Regions from separate parts of the Rattus norvegicus genome. Here region 1 is linked to region 2. Evidence: chromatin contacts called from public Hi-C data. All regions are on one chromosome and are shown on one strand. The core of a region is the stretch at or near the end of the contact, and the rest is flanking DNA. Distances in the headings are between cores, read along the strand shown.

Region 1 (4,405 bases), core at 1,718-4,217, 81 kb after region 2:
AAGTACCTGCTATCAGACACTGGTCGATCGAAAAACTGTATTTAAGAATCATGTTCACGATTAAAGGTATGCAAGGATCACTCCTTTGTCTGAGAGCTTCTGTCAAATTAGCTGTAACACCACCATTTGGGGAAGAGATCTGCTTTTCTGAAATCACCACCAGAACCCCTTCTGCACCCCTTGCTAACTAGTCAGTCCCCTGCTGGCTAAGCACGACTTGAAACAGAGCAGAACAACACCTGCCCAGTTCTCTTCCCTTCTGCTGAACCACACACCTAGCTGGATCTCCATGGAAACCTCCAGCATGGAGACCCACACCTCTTTGTCCTGTAAGGTAGCATGCTTGCTGGTTCCAGAGCTTAGGCTGTAGACATCTCTTGGAGGGATTGCCATTCATCCCGTCTGGCCACCTCAGGCACTGACAGCAAGCACCTGAGTGATTCTGTCTCTGGCAGAACTATCTATGGAGCTGAGTTCAGCTCCCATTGCTACATGTAAGTTGGTGAACTAAGTGAAGCGGGTTAAGTACTTTGCAAACAGGTTGCGTGTTTCCTAGTGAAGCAGACAGCTGTGTCAGCCTTTAAGAAGACCAACATATAAGATCCTCCCTCCTGTGTAGAGTTCATGAAGATAGAATTTCTAAAGCAACTCTAGTACTTGGAGGCATTCATTTGTTATTTAATGGTTCATTTATAGTTTTTTTTTTTTTTTTGGTTCTTTTTTCCGGAGCTGGGGACCGAACCCAGGGCCTTGTGCTTCCTAGGCAAGCGCTCTACCACTGAGCTAAGTGCCCAGCCCCATTCATTTGTTATTTAATGGTTCATTTATAGTTATTTTTAAGAGGGAATATGATAGTCAGACAAATTGTCTTTCTTTTCAATTGTTTCAGCATAGGAAATCACAGATCTATGCTCTCTCCTTTCCAACATCCCAACTTTGCTCTTGGATGACTCTTGTCACATCTCGGGGAGACTTAACTTTTGGGGCTTGTTCTTTGGAATAATGACTTGTGACCTGGACCAAATTTCTGTTGGTAAAAATGGTGCTTTGTTTAACCACCTCTGAGCTGCTAAGTATATTTTAACTCTCTTTTAAGGAGACCTAATATGTATTAATTCACTTAGGATTCGCACCGTGCTGCAGAGTTGAAGGCCAGCCTCTAGACAGTCAGCATCTTTTAAATTCCTTTGATACACCTCCTGATATAAATTCTCTGTTTCAACTGTGAAAGCAGAGGAATTAAAAAGTAAAGCAGTTTTCTATGAGACTTAACTTTTTAGTTAACTTTTTAGCATCTAGAGTAAAACCTTAGAGAGCCAGAGGCTTTTAAAATGTTACAAATGGAAACTAGGAACCAAGGGGAATAATTTCCTCATTGAGGCACATGTAACTTTTACCTTGTAGTGTTTTCACTTGTAAATGTTTCACCCATGATCTCCAGATTTCCATTTCAGGTCTTCACTAGCATCATCTGGAAGAGCAAGGACCTGGCATCATCAACTTGGTGGTACAGTCTCATAAAACAGGGCCCATCTACCTGTTATAGTGTTCTATTGTAGAAATCCCACTAGGTATGGTGTGTGTGTGTGTGTGTGTGTGTGTGTGTGTGTGTGTGTGTAGGAGTTCTTCCTAAGAGTTAGAAGTGGATGAAAACCATAAGTAAATAAAGACATTTAGTTGACAACCCAAGAAGGTTCACATATTCGCAACTATTGGGACCTTAAGCCCTACTGCAATTCCCCCATAGTAGATTAATGAACTGTGTTTAAGGGTGAATGATGTTGAATTATTTACATTTTTTACTTTTATTTTAGTTTATATCTTTCCTTGGATTATCCTGAAACCTATCAAAGGATAGAAAAGCATTTTCTTTTTTTCTATGGAGAATCTTGTACATTGGGCTACACTGAGGTACTTCTTTTCCTTGATCTCATCATTATCAACTTCCTACTGAGTGTCTTTGACAGACATTGGCCTCAGGAGGATGTCAGTGTGTTTGGGTCCCCACACTGGGTCAGGGCTTCTGATTATCATTGGCCTATTCTGCTAATCATATGCTCACTGGAAAACTGAAAGACTGAACATAACTTTGTTGCTTCTTCACTTGTGATTTAAGCATAAAACATGGTGTTGGGAAGATCTAGACCAGTGATCTGTGGGTTGTGACCCCGTTGTTGTTGTTGTTGTTGTGTTATGTGTGTGTAATGGCCCTTCCACAGGAGCCATGTATCCTGCATATTGAATATTTACATTAGATTCATAACAGTAGCAAAAATACATGTATGAAGTAGCAACATAAACAACTTTATGGTTGGATGTCCCTACAACACAAGGAGCTATATGAAAGGGTCACAGATTTGGGAAGCTTGAGAGCTGCTGCTCCAGACAAAGCTGTGTTTGGAATGACAGTGCTTACTGACTCTGCTTGCTGTCTCTGCCTAGAGTCAGAGTGAGTGACTCACGAGAGCATGTGTGGGTAATTCTGTGCTCCCATGTGCTTACAGGGTCCTGCAAAGCGTTCCTCATCTATGAAGACAATACCCCTGGATTTAATTAATCCAACAAGAGGCAAATATTAGTTAATATTAGATGAATGGTGAGATGGGACAAGGAGTTGTATTTTTAGCAGGCCTACTGTATGTATATAGCATTGACAATGGGGGACATTGAATTTACAGTTATCGATATGGAAACAATTCAGGAAGGTCAAACTACATTGTATGTCAGAGCTTGAACTCAAAGTCAAGGGTGGTTCCAAAGCTCCTGTCATGACCTCTCTACCACGATGTCACTCTTCTCAATGGGACGTCATCCCCTAGACCTGTGTATCAGGCACAGTATTATCGACACACATGATCTCAGTGTAAGGAGCTTTACAGACATCATACGCAGTTGAGAAAGGAAGACCAAACAGGAGCAAAGCCATCTAGCTTGGAGCTCCTGAGGACTGGACTAGGTTTAGATTCTTGTCCTTGCTCTTCTGCATCTGACCAGCCATTGTGTCACTGGCATAGACCCAGTCCTCCCAAGGTTTCCATTTGCAGAACAACAAAAAGACCCTTGAGGCCAACAACTAATTATTCATTCTCAAATATTCTAAGTTAAAAGTAAGTGTGAGGCTTTTTTTTTCTTGAACTCTTTCTAAAGTGACCCTTGACAGAAACTGGAAACAGTTCTTGTCAATGCAGCCATTATCTTTGTGAGCAAACGGGATGTGGGAGGGAGGGTGGAATTTCTGAGTTCTTTGTACATGGGAACGAAATGTCTGTCATTCAGTTAAAATAAATTATTGATTTTTAAATCAAATCAAAATATTGAGTTAAACAAGTAGGTCCTGTCTGGATTTTCACTCATTTGTGAGAGCTGTGTTTTCACTGGTTTATGAATAGTGAGGGAAAATAGGTTATAAATAACAAAAAACATGTTTCAGAATTCATGAAAACTGAGAGGTAATTACAGAACAGTCTGAAAAAAAAAGTTTAAATTACCATCAGTTCCCAGAAACATAAGTGATCCTTTCTTGCCTTATCAGGTAAGTAAGCTGACAGTATGTGTAAAGTCGGTTTTGGAATCCTCAGTTCCTTTTTCCACTGGCGTGTGGTGGACAAAGCTCAAATTATTCTTGCACAACCCCAGAGTTTTCCCCTCTTCCCGGGAACAAGGCTTTAAGTGTCTTTGGTATCAGTCAGGGTTCAGGATTCAGGCTCTCAGGAGGGTTGCAAGTGACTGACTTTCCTGAAATAGAGCAAAGCAATTAGGTAAAAATTAGCCAGAACGATGAGCAGTAGCTCTGGGAGATCCAACATTGATCCTTTCCCCATGAATTAAGAGATGATGTAATTGAGAACTTACTCACATTTTTGCTTAAGGATCTACAAAGTGTGTGTGTGTGTGTGTGTGTGTGTGTGTGTATTTGTGTATGTGTGTCTGTGTGTGAGTGTACATGTGTGAATATCTGTGTGTGTGTTTGTGTATGTGTGTATTTGTGTATGTGTGTCTGTGTGTGAGTGTACATGTGTGAATATCTGTGTGTGTGTTTGTGTGTGCTTGTGTGTCTGTGTGTAAGTGTATATGTGAATATCTGTGTGTGTATGTTTGTATGTGTTTGTGTATGTGTGTTTGTGTGTGTACATGTGTGAATATCTGTGTGTGTATCTGTGTGTGTGTCTCTGAGTGTGTGTGAATATCTGTGTGTGCAAATGTGTGTGTGTGTGTGTGTGTGTGTGTGTTTGTGTGTGATCTGAGTAGAAGCAAAAGAAAAAGAATGAGTTTTCCATGTACAGCCCAGAGACCAGCATGGGGACTATAAATGTAAATTCAAGTCACTGGGGGGCAAGAGACTTAGATCAAAATGCCAAAGGGAGGACCAGCTGTAGACAAAGAAAGCCCCCATGTTCATTGCTGG
Region 2 (4,051 bases), core at 1,192-3,691:
GTCTGCAAGCAAGCTATAATGTCCCTCCCCTGTCACACTCCAAAAAGTAGGCATATCGCTGCTTTTAAAATGACCTCAGCTAGTACCTGTCTTTCTCCTGGCATCTCCACTCTTCCAGGAGGCTCACCTTAGTGTGCGTTCTGTCACTGTGCGCTAGTGAACAACTGTCAAGTCTAAACTGTCTCGAAACCAGTGTCTGAGATTGACAGGCTATTTGCATGACAATGACACACGGTTCTCACTTCGGTGGGGTGTTTTCTCCCACAGCAGTTAGGAACCCAGATTTAAATTAATGTGCTACTGTAATCCTTTTTGTTTTTTTACAGAAGAAAATGAGATGTAACTCAGTTCAAGTTATAGTCTAAATGAGTTCGTGTCCCTTACTCCCTGGCTTTACGCCATGTCTCCATACATCTTCCTGTAGTACAAGGACTCAAAGATGTCATTGTCCCCGGGACAGTTGTAATGGCAGGCACAGGTCTTGATGAACATCATGTTCTTTTTCATGATCTCGCCATCGGGGCACTTGAACTCCACCGGCAGTGTGGTGGTTCTGTGCGGTGTGCAGCAGCGGCCGTCCGTGCACACCCCACAGAACTTAGCCCGGTAGGTCTTCACACTGGTGCAGCCAGAAAGCTCAAACTTGACAGGCTTGGCAATTTTAGGCGTCCGGATGCACTTTTTGCCCTTCTAAGGGAAGACGAGAAGAGACACCGCAATTACTACAACGGGAGTGGCCTTCCTCAACCCTCTGTAGACTAGCCCTATGTCATCTGACTTGTGTTTATATTCTGAGGGGAGAGAGACTGGGAGTTTCATTCGCCAGTTTTCCAAAAATAGCCATGGCTTCGTTTGGAGTGTCTCGTATTAACTAACACCCCGGGGAATTTTGTAGTGGAAAACTGGCAGCTGCTGTTACAGCATCTCTCATTCTAGCCAGACAGCTCCATGGTTAGATATTTCTGGAGACAACAGGCCTATAATAAGAAGGGCGGCGAGACAGCCAGCTCTGGTTCTCTTTCCTGTCATTCTGTGAAAATGAGTGTCTGGGGGCAGAGTATTTATTTACCTTAATGTTTTCCTCTAGGTCAGCTTCACAGGGCCTGACCATGCAGAGACGACTCTGCTTCTCCAGCCTGCAGAAGGTATTGTCATTGGTAACCCGGGTGGAGATGCCCATCCCACAGGTCTTAGAACAGGCGCTCCACTCTGTGGTCTGGACCAGGCAGTTGGCTCGCATCATAGTTGGGTCAGGGCCAAATGTGTCTTCCAGTCGGTAGGCTGTGAGAGAACACACAAACACAAGGTAAAACATCCGGATAGGACAATTTCCCCTTAACATGGTGTACTTGGGCATTGGCCCTGAAGTTGGGAAGAAGGAATAACAGTAACACAGATGAAGACGACTCACCAGCTAGGGCAGGGCCAACCACTGTGCGGTCCTTGGGCTCATCACACACCCACTCCTCACAGCATTTCCCGGGCAGCTTGACCCTTCTCGGGAAGGGGCAGTCAGGGCTGGGCAGGCGCACGTCCATGCTGCACAGGGGCACACAGCCCACGGCCCCATCCAGGCAAGTGCACTGGTATTTGCAACTGCTTTGGAAGGACTCGCCGCTGCGGTACACGGACCCACCGAAGACACAGGGTGCACCATCTTTGGCTGCAGGAAAGGAAGACAAAGATGTAGAGGTCAGACAGGGGTCCCAGGGATCAGAATAGCTGTATCACTGTACATGTCAAGGTGGTGAGCTAGGGTCAGGACTGCAGGGGGCCGGTTGGAAGCTGCTGCAGACAAGGGCTTTTTTTTTTTTCCTAGAGGGCTGGAATAGAGGCTGCGGGTCTTACCAGTGCACACGCCAATCTTGCGGTTGGCGGGGGAGCCGAAGTCGCAGAAGAGACCCTTGTGTGGGTCGCAGGGATCACGCTCCGTGCACAGTTCTCCCAGCTGCTTGGCGCAGACGCGGCAGCAGCCGCAGCCGTCCAGCACCAGGCTCACGCCGGCGGGGCAGCGCGGCGCCGCTTCAGCTGCGCACTGACACTGCGCGCTGCAGTCCTGGCCGGTGGCAGGCTGCGGAGAGGAAGGGGAGGGCGGTCAGTCTGAGATCGCAGCTCACTTTGCCCTCCCTCCGTCCTGTCCGTCAGTCCTGGAGCTTACCCGGGTGCAGAGGAGGAGCACCAAGGCGAGGCTAACGGGACCCGCGACGGAGGCGAGCATGGTCGGGGCGCGGCAGGAGGACGCACAGCGGGGTGCAGAGGCGACGAGGGGCGCGGCCGGAGCCTGGACTCGGTCTCGGGGCGGAGGTTGGTGTCCGGACGCTCCAGGTGGTGGCTCCTGGGGTTGTCCACTGGGCTGGGGCTGCTGCCGTCTGGAGGAGGTCGGTCTCCTAGGGTCGGAGCTGGAGTGGGTCTGGCTGAGTCTTCTTGGAGAGAAGAGCTGTGTGAGACTGGGCGGGTGGCGCTGGCTTTTATACGCTCCGGGCGGCCGGCTCGCCAAAGAACTGAATGGAGTCCTACACAAACAGGGACATTCCTCGCATTCCTCCCCACCTTCCTGCCTCATCAACTCACACCGGATTGATCCTGACCCCTTGACACTCCACATTCCTCCGTCTGAAAAAGCTGGCACACTTTAGCTGGCCAGGAAGAAAAAAAAAGGCGTTGTGTTTCCAGCACAACACCAAGAAGTAAAACTTTCTCTGTATCCTCTTCGCACCCTTCCTGATGAAATATAACTTAGAAATACATGAACAAGGATTATTTCTCGAATCTTCCCTTCTTAAAAATCGCTTTACCAGTTCTGGCTACTGATATAAAAATTTCTCAAGACTCAAGTAGCTGAAGAGGCAGATACCACGGGCCCCTAGAAATTCAAAAATACTTCTTTTTCACTGTTTTAGATTTTTTTTCCTTCATGGGACTGTAGTCTCTTGGATGTTCTACTGAGAGGAGAAAGGTGCTTATAGTCATTTGAAATACCCCCTCCCCGCCCAAAATGCCTATGTGCAAATTCTGTATCTGAAATACAGGCGTTTGATTTTTGGTCACTGGAGATAACCGTTTTTTGGTGGCTAAAAGATATGAAAGCCAGGACTATAAAGATGCATGTTCCTAGGGAGATTTTTCAGCCCTCTTTATGTAAGGACTTGTCTTCAAGGTCCAGAGAGGGAAGGACAATGACTGGGCATGGAGTTTTTAGGAAAATAAGTTTATGGGTTCAGACCAAATAGCTGTGTTCGGTAGGTAAGTGTCAGGGAACATAGGGTGGGAGAAGAAAGAAGCAGAAGGAAGGAGGCCAGTGGGGGTTCAGTTGAGATATTTTAAACATGGCTGTACAGAGGTTCAGGCTTTTTTTTTTACTTATCCTAAAACCCATAATCTAACGATGCTGTTGGAGTTTGTTCTGTTTTGAAGTAAAGCACTTGTTTACATGACAGCAAAGCGGTAAACGGTTGTGTCTAGCTGTAACCCAGCTATAAGCTAAGCATTTTTACTGACTTCTCCAAGTGTCTACAAGTGATGAAGCCCTCTTGCTACTCAAATGGCTTGCAGGCTAGTGGAGGGTGGTTAAGTCAAGGAAAGAACAGGCTTAGTCGGTGCCTTTGATGTTAAATGTAAACAGTGTACCTAATCTTGTCTCTCTTTCTTAACATTGCTACTTAGTTTCTGTAAGGACTCGTTTCATGTACTATGCATTCATTTAGAACCTGTACTATTTATTCTCTCTCTCTCTCTCTCTCTCTCTCTCTCTCTCTCTCTCTCTCTCCCTCCCCCCCCCCGTGTGTGTGTGTGTGTGTGTGTGTGTGTGTGTGTGTGTGTGTGTCCAATTCCCATTGTAGGTAGAGAGATTCTAGGCCATCCCATGCTTCCCCTAATACTACATCATTTACTTCTGGTTACACCCAAGAGTGGCTTCCTCTCATAGTTGGTGCTTCTGAGTATAAGTTAAAGGTGAGTATATCTGCGAAGACTAGTTTGGGGGAACAGCATACTGCAGACTTATAACATGAAAAGGGTCCATTTAAATTGGCCAGTTTTACAACTTTTTCAG

The links. Hi-C and Micro-C count contacts between places; a contact is called where the count stands out from the background.
Region 1: a Hi-C map of Schwann cells shows a contact between it and region 2, with 2.0 times the contacts expected there. The contact joins the enhancer-like site here to the promoter of Ccn2 in region 2. A contact is called at or near these places in 3 of 12 Hi-C or Micro-C datasets (the A7r5 cell line, Schwann cells and psoas muscle).

Annotation. Positions count from the first base shown.
Region 1 is chr1:22,702,709-22,707,113 of GRCr8, forward strand. All of the region lies in intron 2 of LOC102553457 (a long non-coding RNA gene), which reads left to right. Among named protein-coding and RNA genes, the nearest start is that of Ccn2, 80 kb to the left of the region's middle. Within about 2 kb of position 2,968, at least 3 of the 93 cell types and tissues checked have an H3K27ac peak or open chromatin away from gene starts, as enhancers often do. A contact at or near this core is called in Schwann cells, where this site is marked.
Region 2 is chr1:22,622,173-22,626,223 of GRCr8, forward strand. Ccn2 (cellular communication network factor 2) reads right to left here and starts at 2,442. Exons shown (of 5, transcript NM_022266.2): 1 at 2,159-2,442; 2 at 1,849-2,071; 3 at 1,412-1,663; 4 at 1,070-1,281; 5 at 1-690. The coding sequence starts at 2,218. The coding sequence ends at 394.